Linked DNA regions of Mus musculus: region 1 is linked to region 2. The links are chromatin contacts, called in public Hi-C maps. All regions are on one chromosome and are shown on one strand. Each heading gives the region's core, a stretch centred on a gene start, on an enhancer-like site or on the middle of the called end of the contact. The rest is flanking DNA. Distances are from core to core; before and after follow the strand shown.

What was found. Hi-C and Micro-C count contacts between places; a contact is called where the count stands out from the background.
Region 1: a Hi-C map of cerebellar granule neurons shows a contact between it and region 2, with 3 times the contacts expected there. The contact joins two enhancer-like sites. A contact is called at or near these places in 4 of 484 Hi-C or Micro-C datasets (brain, cerebellar granule neurons and cerebellum), 1 of 115 datasets of contacts at active chromatin or transcription factors (embryonic hindbrain) and 2 of 9 other capture datasets (adipose tissue and pancreatic islet).

The regions. Positions count from the first base shown.
Region 1 is chr9:91,383,613-91,388,466 of GRCm38.p6, reverse strand. Zic4 (zinc finger protein of the cerebellum 4) reads right to left here. Exons shown (of 3, transcript NM_001374749.1): 2 at 4,138-4,453; 3 at 1-1,932. The coding sequence ends at 1,932. Among named protein-coding and RNA genes, the nearest start is that of Zic4, 8.1 kb to the right of the region's middle. Within about 2 kb of position 1,351, at least 10 of the 459 cell types and tissues checked have an H3K27ac peak or open chromatin away from gene starts, as enhancers often do. A contact at or near this core is called in cerebellar granule neurons and cerebellum, where this site is marked.
Region 2 is chr9:91,543,841-91,548,710 of GRCm38.p6, reverse strand. All of the region lies in intron 2 of Gm29478 (a long non-coding RNA gene), which reads right to left. Among named protein-coding and RNA genes, the nearest start is that of Gm29478, 140 kb to the right of the region's middle. Within about 2 kb of position 3,095, at least 3 of the 459 cell types and tissues checked have an H3K27ac peak or open chromatin away from gene starts, as enhancers often do. A contact at or near this core is called in cerebellar granule neurons and cerebellum, where this site is marked.

The DNA of each region.
Region 1 (4,854 bases), core at 102-2,601, 160 kb after region 2:
GTATTCAGGCTTAAGTTCCAAATATCCCAAGTGGGACTATTTGGAGCTGAAGTGATCTCCAGCAAAATTCATCCAGTTAGTAAATCTGGGTGGATGGGATGCAGGCAAGGACAGAATGCACGGTCACAGGACCATCCAGAGCATCGACTTGGTACACTCACCCTCTACCTCTTTCCTTCTTGCATTACCTAAAGTACCAGTGTTTGTGCAAACGGCCTTCCCACATCTACACACATCACCAGGACTGAAACTACACAATGGTTTTGTGGGTTTTGTTTTGCTTTGTTTTTTTTTTTTTTTTTTTTGTTGCTTTGGGGGAGGGAGGGTCCCTCATAGCAAAACTTATTCCTAAAGTTATCTACTGGTGGAGTGTAGGGGTCTTTTTTCTTTTCTTTTCTTCTCTTCTTCTTCTTTTTCTTTTTAAAGAAATTTGATTTTATCTCTTTAGCAATGGTTTGGAACCAATGGGGCAAAGTGAGTTTGACAGAGAGGAGAACAAATCGCTGACAAAGAACCTTTTACATTTCACCAGCGTTGTTAGGACGACAAGCAGGAATGTCTCAGATAATAACTCCCACTTCAAAGATTTCTCAGCTCAATAGAAGGCAGACCATCCTTTTTATTCAACCACAAGGACGGGCACTAAAGAAGACTCTACTGTTTGATTTTTTTCCACCGTGTTTATTTTTCCCCTATTCACTAGGGTACTTGGATAAAATAAACAACAAGACAATTAAGGGAACATGGACTTCTAACTTTGCTGCCATCTTCCCCATCCCCTTGGCCTTGGGCTTTTCAGTTTGTACCCAAAAGCCAGCCCAGACCTAAGGATACCACACAGTGGCACGTCAGAGGAAAAGCTTAAGGGGCTGAGAGACTTCTAGGGTTAGGAAGCAGTATGGCACCTCTGGGGAACACAGGGAAACTAACTGTCCCCGAGGCATAGTTAACAGTTCCCATACTTCCCCCAAGTTGGCCACCTTCGTCTTAAATCCTCATTCTGTTGCACACAACTCAACTGGGGATGCTCCCTTGGTAAGCTTCTCAGGATGCCCTAGTCATTTACTCTGACTCTGGAGCCTATGGGCGCTGTCAAGATGTTCGGGTCCGGTTCCTCCTCCCTTTCTTGAAAGAATCCCGGGTGCCAAAGCCCGCTACATTAGGATGTATAGTGAACCCCTAAACACTGGCAAGACAGGTCCTGGGAGGAAGTATATACTGGAGAGCACAGTGACAGTATTAAATGGCGTGAAAGCAAAGGTCAGCGCAAATGTATCTTAATAGAGTGTCCGCAGTGAAGTGTGCCGCCTTTGAAGCGGCCGCTCCCCGCGCGCATTTCCATGGCGAGCCTAACGCGGCATGCTGATGCACCGTCAAACTCACACTTTCAACCCCAAAACGCGACTCTTTGAACAACCCGAGCTTGATTGGACCTTTCTCCTTTTCTTTTCCCTCTTACAAACCATTTCCTCGCCTTTAGAAACTCGCCATCAAACCCAAATACGCCCTCTGATCACCGCAGAAAGCAGAAACAAAGAGAGCTGAGCGGCGATTCAAGCGGCCCTTTTCTTCCCTCGCATTATTATCCATTTTTATTATGATCGGGAACAAGTGCCCATTCGCGTGGGTTTTGTTTACCGGAAATTAAATGAAAATGATTTAGTCCGCGTCAAACAAAAATATATACTTGTATACACAAGAAAAAAGGCCTGTTAGACGTAAATATTATGTCCTTAATGAAAAGCCTGGACGGGCTCCAGGATCGGCCTTTCAGGATTTCAGTGAGACTTGCCCATTGCCATAGAAATCCTAACTTACCATGAAGATGCACCGTGGCGAAGAAACACTGCTTTGTGAGAGAGCCCTTTGATGTCGCAGGCGCAAGATGCGGGCGCTCAGCTGCGCAGGGCAAGATTACCTTGCAAGCAACATCTGTAACAAGCAAATGAAAAATTAAAGGCGATTAGTGACCGGCCAAACATTTTTATTTCATTTATGTTGGATTGGGTGGAAGGCAAAACTAGATGTTTTGAAACAGAAGAGAAAGGAGTATTGGATGAGGAGGGACAGTTTTAAAAGTCCCTCAAAGGTTCTACTTGCCATGGCAGCAAGGTTAGTGCTTGCCCATGAGAACAAGTTCTTTGCTTCCCAACTGTCCATGTAAACTAAGCTGACTTTGGACCCCGTTGTAACTCAGCAACCGGTTCACTGGCGATGCATTCGAAAGATACTGGGTTTTATTAGTAGTAAGAAAAACAACCCCATTCTGGCCAAGATGGTTGGTTACTGTATTGGATAGAAATTGTGGAGTCTGTGGGACAGGAGGGAGACTTTTCCACTGGATTCTGGGAAGGGAGGACTAGAAGACAATGCAGTAGGGGTTTCTCATACTAAGAGTTGTTGGTCCAGCTTTTATTCTATCCAATGTGTCTATTTTTTGGTGGCACTGGGGATAATCAGAAAGCTTCATGGGATGTAGGCAAGAGTCTACCAGAGAGTTATCCCCCAGCCTCGGGCTCAGGTTGTTAAACTGAGTTCCTAGGGACTTTCTTTTGAGCAAAAACGTTTCCCTTCCCTGCTCCCCCCCCCCCCCCAGATTTATTTGTCATTTATTTCAGATTTTTTTGTGAACTGGACAAGTCTGACAACACTCCTTTCTCCTTTTTTGCTACCATTCTCTTTCTCTTGGTGTTTTTGTTTCTTTAAATCTCAGCTAGGATTGGGAAGCAGCTCCTCCTTCCCTAGAGAGGGCGGCAGACTAGGAGCAAGGCCCAGTGCTCCCTTCACATCACTTACAGAGGCTTTGCTCTCCATCTCTATGAATATCTGCACCCCCCCCCCCCGCAGAACTTCATAACCAGCATATCAAATACCTTCAACTCTTTAGACCCACTGGGTGTTTGCCTGTATAATACTTGTTCTTGTACTTTATTTATCCTGTGCCCATAAACTTTTTAAATATGACTAACATTGGTGTCTTCTGACAGCCATTAGAGCACAGATGCTGTTCTCTAAGTCACATCCTGGACTGTGGAGAGCTTGATCCAGTTATGACATCAGCCAGCTCTGTGTCCCCTGCTCAAGCACCTATGAGGTTCCATAGCCAGCAGTGCCCAAACAAATGGGAGGGGGGTGGGAAAAAGAATCCTGGAAGCTTCACAACTCTGAATTCTTGAAAGCCTTCTAGCCGTCCCTTTGTCTGTACTTCCTATTGTTTCGCACTCACTCCCCACTGCAAGTATAAAATGTCAATTGAGTTTGAGGTCTGACAGAACAGGCTTATCTGTGTGCTCTGACAGGCATTAGGGTTGGAGGTATGTACCATCCCAAGAGAAGGGAAGAACACATCTTTGCTTATCTCCCTTACTGAGGTGGTTGGAGCATGCAGGACTTCTGTGTTTCTTTGTTGTTGTTATCTGCCTGTTTTGCTGCTGCTGCTGTTGTTGTTGTTGTTGTTGTTGTTCAAGATCAACTAAGGAGCTGGAGAAGTGTGTGAAGGGGAAAGAAAAGATGAATGGGCTGCAAGAGAATGGCCGTGGAATTCTGTCTGCCACCTCCTGGGCTCGGAACTCCTTGGTCAGGATTGATGGGCAAGGGGGAGGAAAGGAAAAGGATCCTGTGATGGGGTCTGAGAAGGCTCTGGCCCAGGTCTCAAGGAAAATGTTTTCCACCCTTCCACACCCACTGGGGAAATGTACAGCTTTACTTTTGCCACCTTGCAGTTGCCAAAATTGTGAATAAATTTTAATAAGTTTTGTTGTTATTGTTGTTGTTGTTTTTAATCTATTTATCTTGGACATTGGTTCCATGGGCAAAGTGCATACAGGATATGACTATAGAATGACTGCATTTATGTTTTCATATAGTGATCTAGTATCAGCATATTCAATAACTTTTAATGGTGGTCTATCTGCTTGTCTGCCCTTCTACTCTCCCTCCCTTCGTTCCTTGTCTACTTCTTGAAGCCTCAGTGGCCGGGCCTAGACCGGCGTAAACCAGAGCAGCTCGCTGGAAAGCAGCAGCCCTGATACTGGAGGCGGCGGTGGCTGCAGCTGGGCCCAGAGGTGGCGACGATAGGCTGGGGTGGGGGCGCTGCAGAGTCAGCCACCACTGGTCCAGGCGCCCGAACACACGTACCATTCGCTCACGTCTGTGCCACGCACAACCACCGCCGCAGAGCAAGCCACTGAGGGCTCACGGCCGCTTTCTAACGAGGGCGACGCGAGAGCAGACGTTATAGCCGAGTCGTAGCCAGAGCTGGGTGGCGGTGAGCGACCATGAACTTTCATGTGCTTTCGCAGAGAGCTGGGGTGCGTGTAACACTTGTCACACCCGCGCACCTTGCACATATAAGGCTTGTCGCTCGTGTGCACGTGCGAATGTTTCTTGCGGTCGCTGCTGTTGGCGAAACGCCTCTCACAGCCCTCGAACTCACATCTGAAAGGTTTCTCGCCTGGGGGGAGGTAACGCAGAGATGTTAGTAGGATGTGGGCTGTGTCCCAATCTCAGTATTGTAAACCGCCCCCACCCCACCCCCATTGCTCTTTTGTTTTCAGCAAAAGACCCACAGAAGATTTTCAGAAATTACTTTCCCCTGTGCATTAGGTCTGACACCCTTCCCCCACCCCGCGAGGAAATGAAGCCCAGTCCTACAGAGTGCAACCCCAACTCCTCCCCGTCCTGGGCCTAGGGACGGGGGTGGGGGCGTCGGAGGAGGAGCGACAATGACTCCATCATAGTCATTTCCATTCTTGAGAATCCTTATCCAGGCAGGTTGTTTTCCTCCAACTTTTATCTATGTGGAGACAGAAGCACCTTTACCCATGGAATCGAGGCTATTGAGAAGCTCAGATT
Region 2 (4,870 bases), core at 1,846-4,345:
TCCCTGTCCCACCCCCCCCCCCCAATTGGGCAAGTCTACTGGTGATGCTTTCCACTGTTTTGAGTCACTGAATATTCATCTTCAACATTCCTCTAGGATCAAGTTCCCTACTTAATTTGTCTTCCATCTTGTTACCTTTTATCCCATATTGATGATTTCTCATTGATTTTTCTCTCACTTTTTCTTTGATGTTGCTGACTTTCAACTCAGTGTCCTGAATTGAATTATCCTTTTTCCTAAATTTATTCATTTATTGCATATGGGTGTGGGCATGTGCATGCCAGAGCACATGTTTAAGGGATCAGAGGACAACTTTAAGGAGTCAGTTCTCTCCTTCCATCATATGTGTCTTGGGTATTGAACTCAGGTCATCAAACTTGACAGACACCCTTACCCACTAAGCCATCTTGTTGGCCCTGAATTTACCTTGCTTTAAAAGAAAATGTCTGTATATGTTTGTGTGATGGGTAGGGGTATAGTATGTGTGAGCTCATGTGTGCCTGAAGATGTGTCAGTATGTGTGCATGTATCTGAGGAATACCAATATCATCCTCTGCCTTGTCTTTTGAAAGAGGATCTCTTATCCCAGAGCTCATTTTGAATGGATAACCAGTTTGCTCTGGGCATACTTCTGTCTCCAACTCACTACTGCTATAGTTAGAGGAAGGGAATCATGCCCTGATTTTGTACAGATCCTGGGGATCTGAACTCAGATTCTCCACCCATGTTCCAGGCACTTCAACCAAGCCATCTCCTTGGGCTCTTATTTGCCTGTTTGTATCCTTGTTGGTGATCATTTTTACTAGTGTGTAAAGCATCATCTAGTCTTTTAGTTATTTCCTTTTTTTTTTTTTTCAATTCACTAGTTCAGGAGCCATGTGGACTTGGAATACGGGATATCTCACAAGTGTGTTAGAAGTCAGGGAAGCAATCACAACCTTAAAGAGTACACAAGAAAGAGAGCCACTGCCCACTCTGCTGGACAGGTGCAATCATGGATACCAAGAAACTTCAGCATTTTTAGACTATGCAACAGTGAACCTCATCACAAGCAGAGCATTCCAGAGGTTAATGGGCCCACTGGCCATTCAGAGCTATTCTCAACTGGTGAACTTGGCTCCCAGACACCTAGTCATTTTTCCCTGGGAATCTCAGCATCTGAGATGAGCTTTCTGTCACCTTATTACCCAGCTTATCTGAATTCACCCTTCACCCCCCATAACTGTCTTCTGGGGGAGTGTCTCACTCTGTGTCTATGGCAATTTAAATTCAAGCCCTTTTTAACTTGTGTTTCCCGTTTTTAAGCCCCCACCCCAGAGTAGCTCAGTTTGAAACAATAGATTTCCTCTGAAGATGGCACTCAGCCACTGTTCTCTGGCTCACACTGAGTGACAATATGGGATTCCTCTCCATTGCTAACCCATATGCCAGTGAAATCACTGTATCGTCACAATGTGACACTGACTTTGAGGCTTCTGAAGGCTATTGGCTTGCTCTGAGGGTACGAGTGCCAGTCTTGGGGCTGCCTGCCTTACCTTTCATATTAGAATCCTGCTCTGTCCTCCCCTCCCATGGCTCCGCATGGCTGGAGCTGTGTTCAGCTTGGCTTCCTTCTTGTGTGTGCAGCACTGACCTTTTCTCCACAATTTTTAACTGTTCAGTTGCTATCTTTGTGAACTACCAAAGCTCCCCAACTTCTCTTTTGAAATATAATCTGGTTTTGTTATTCTAACTCTTCTTCACCAGATTAACATGGAAAAGGACTCTAGTCCACGTTCATGTTCTCTTTTCCCCTTTTGAGATGTCTGTTTTCTGTTTTACAAAGTGGTCTTGAAACCCTACGCTCAAGATAACCTCTAGCCTCAGGCTCCATACTTGTTAGAACTGGAGGACCAACCCATCCACCTAAACTTCTAGAATAACTGTGAAACTCCTTTAAGTAAGCATTTGAAAGCTTCCTAAAACAATAGCTAGATAATGAAATCCATATTTCAGAATATAAAATACTGTTACAGAATACAAAATACTGGGTTAATCATTTGTAATAAATGTCCCACTTGAAGTGGGCTATTGGTAGCAGGGAGGATTGTGAAACTGAGGAAAACTACACATCTTACTATACACATAAGAACACTATTATTCAAGTAATGAAAAGTCAACTTGAACTGAGCTTTGAAAATAAGGCTGCTGTTGAAATTTCTCCTAAAATAATACAAGTACACAAAGGGATGAGTATAATTCCTGATATATTTTTATTGAACATACCTTCTTCCCAAGGCTAATTAAACATGAAAACATAACACCAAATTTATTTTATTTGGGTAATAGATCCTTAAGCTAATACAAAGCATAAAAGCAGATTACTTTTAGTTTTCTAGCAATATTTCAGTATGCCATAGTAGTATTACCAAAATATCTCACCTGCTGAACAAATGTAGACACAACAGAATTTTAGTCTCCAAATGAAAATGTCTGTTATGCTCACAGTTTTGAACTATTTTCTTTTACATGATTGTGCATATCCAACACATGCACAGGCACAATGAAGAGGCGCCAGCAAGTCATTTAGTCATTACTGAATTTCTTATACTTTCAACAGGATGGAAATAATCACCTGTTAGTTAATCTATTTTCAAAACTCATACTATAAAGTATGTTTCAACCTTCAGAATTCTTTGTAATCACTCTACCTTTAGTTAAACAACTCATCATATATCTTGTGGCTGTGGCTTAGTGCTTAGACATCATCTCAAAAGCACACAGTGAAATAATCTAAAGCATACACAGTACAATAGTGAAAATAAAAAGGTAAGAATTTCAAATGTAAACTAAAAAATGTTCTCTCTGGAAAACGTTGAGTATTTGCAATGCCATATCAAATTTAAAACATTGTTTGCATCCATTTTTGGTGAAACAATCTTGCCTTCCATTTTTAAAATAACCTATCAGATCAAATCAAGATGTGCTAAAAGGAAAAACTCATTTCCATTTTGACAAAAATTAAGTGGTTCTAGTCTCCCCAGGGATGTCATCATCTTCTGCCAATGCACAGCTTTTAGGGTTGTGAAGGAAGTCTACAGAACCCAGCCCAGTGAGCCAAAGCCGTTGAATCAGCCCTCGTAATAATCAGTGGGATGCCGATGCCACAGCCAGGCGACACTCAGAGCCACAAAGAAAATGCACTTTGTGCCAAGAAAGAATGCAAACACGACAGTGTCTTTCAGGCATAAGGGAATTCAACAAGATGTTTTTCCTAAATTCTGTTGTTGCTATTAAAAGCCAGAATTCGGTCCCCAGCCCCACATAGACAAAGTGAATAGACTTAATAAAAATTTAAAGTAAATCCTTTCTCTTGCAAAACTGTAATTAAAGACATAGAGTTGAACAACATGATGGTGATTTTACATTTTACTAATAGCGTAGCCTACACAAATATTCCACCATGGCAATTCAACAGCAGTAGCGTGCTGTTAATTTCTGTATAAGATGGAAGATGAAGTGATTCACAGAAAATATAATTGATCATTTCTCACTGCTGCATAAATCGTATTTGTTATAAAAGTTTAAAAGCCACATTTATGCCTTAAATTATTAAAGCAAATATAATACAGAATGCTTCTACACTATATTGTTTTCCAAGGGTTATCACGGAATCTTCACCATTTATCATACATGTACTTCTGTCTTTTTTCTACTCAGGGGCACAGCATGAAAAAACTTCATTTCACATTGAAACATCACTGTGTGGAACAGTGTGATGAAATGAGACACAGGAGGAGTTATACTCCGGTAAACAGTTGGTCCACGGGAATGATAGCATTTTATGCTGAGACTGATATATCAATTTTAAGTTCTAAGAGATGACTGATCTGAAAGCCAGAGTGTCACTAGTGATGAACTATACACATGTGAAAAATTACAGGTAACGTGAGTGAGCCTGCTGAGAGGCCTCTCACCCAGGGATGTTTTACAAACCAACACAGAATGGGATGGGTCCTCCTCCCAGGATGGCTCTGATTAATTATTCTACATCACTGGTGGACAAAAAGCATTCGGTTTGTCATGGAAATATAAAATGTGTCACAAAATAAGCCAGCTTCACCATTAGAATAAATGTGCCTGGAAACGTATCTCACACTAGCATCTTTGCATGCATACATTTTATAAGAAAAAGAGAGAGCCAGGGGTTTTAGGTGGAAAACTATTTCCACACAGCAATATGAGAAAAGGATTCGTGGTACTATTTTTCTTGGCTCAAATAAAAGAAACATTACCTAGTTTTGTTTTAACCCACATTTTTAAAGTGCAAAATATTTCTCACTGTTTATATAAACTGTAGAACAATATTGAAAATATTTTCTTAATTAAAATAAGAAGCTTCAGAGTTCCTGCTGCTAATACAGACACTTGGACACAAACTAATATGTAGCATATCAAAATATGAAACATTAGCTTTTTAAATATTAAATGGATCACTAACCTATGTAAGATTGAAATAATAATCTTTGTGCCTTCTTTATAAGCAGAGGTTTTTTTTATTTTTTTAAATGGGAATGATGCAATGATTTCTGAAAGAGTCACAGAATGAAATGACATTTGGCAAGTTTGTTTCCATTCTCTACTAGTCAATATTTTGTAAGACTATGGGGAAAGTTCTTTTTTTCCACAAAAGGTAGTTATACAAGTGGTATCAAATAGCAGAACAGGATTTATATGGGGTTGTATTTAAAAATCACTGTAAGACAGAAGTCATGATCCAAATATGAAAAATTGCTAGGGATCTGACCTTGGGTCTTGTTTGTGCAGCAAGCCCTTTACTGATGGAACATATACCCTGATCTCATCACTATTTTAATAAAATCAAGTGCAG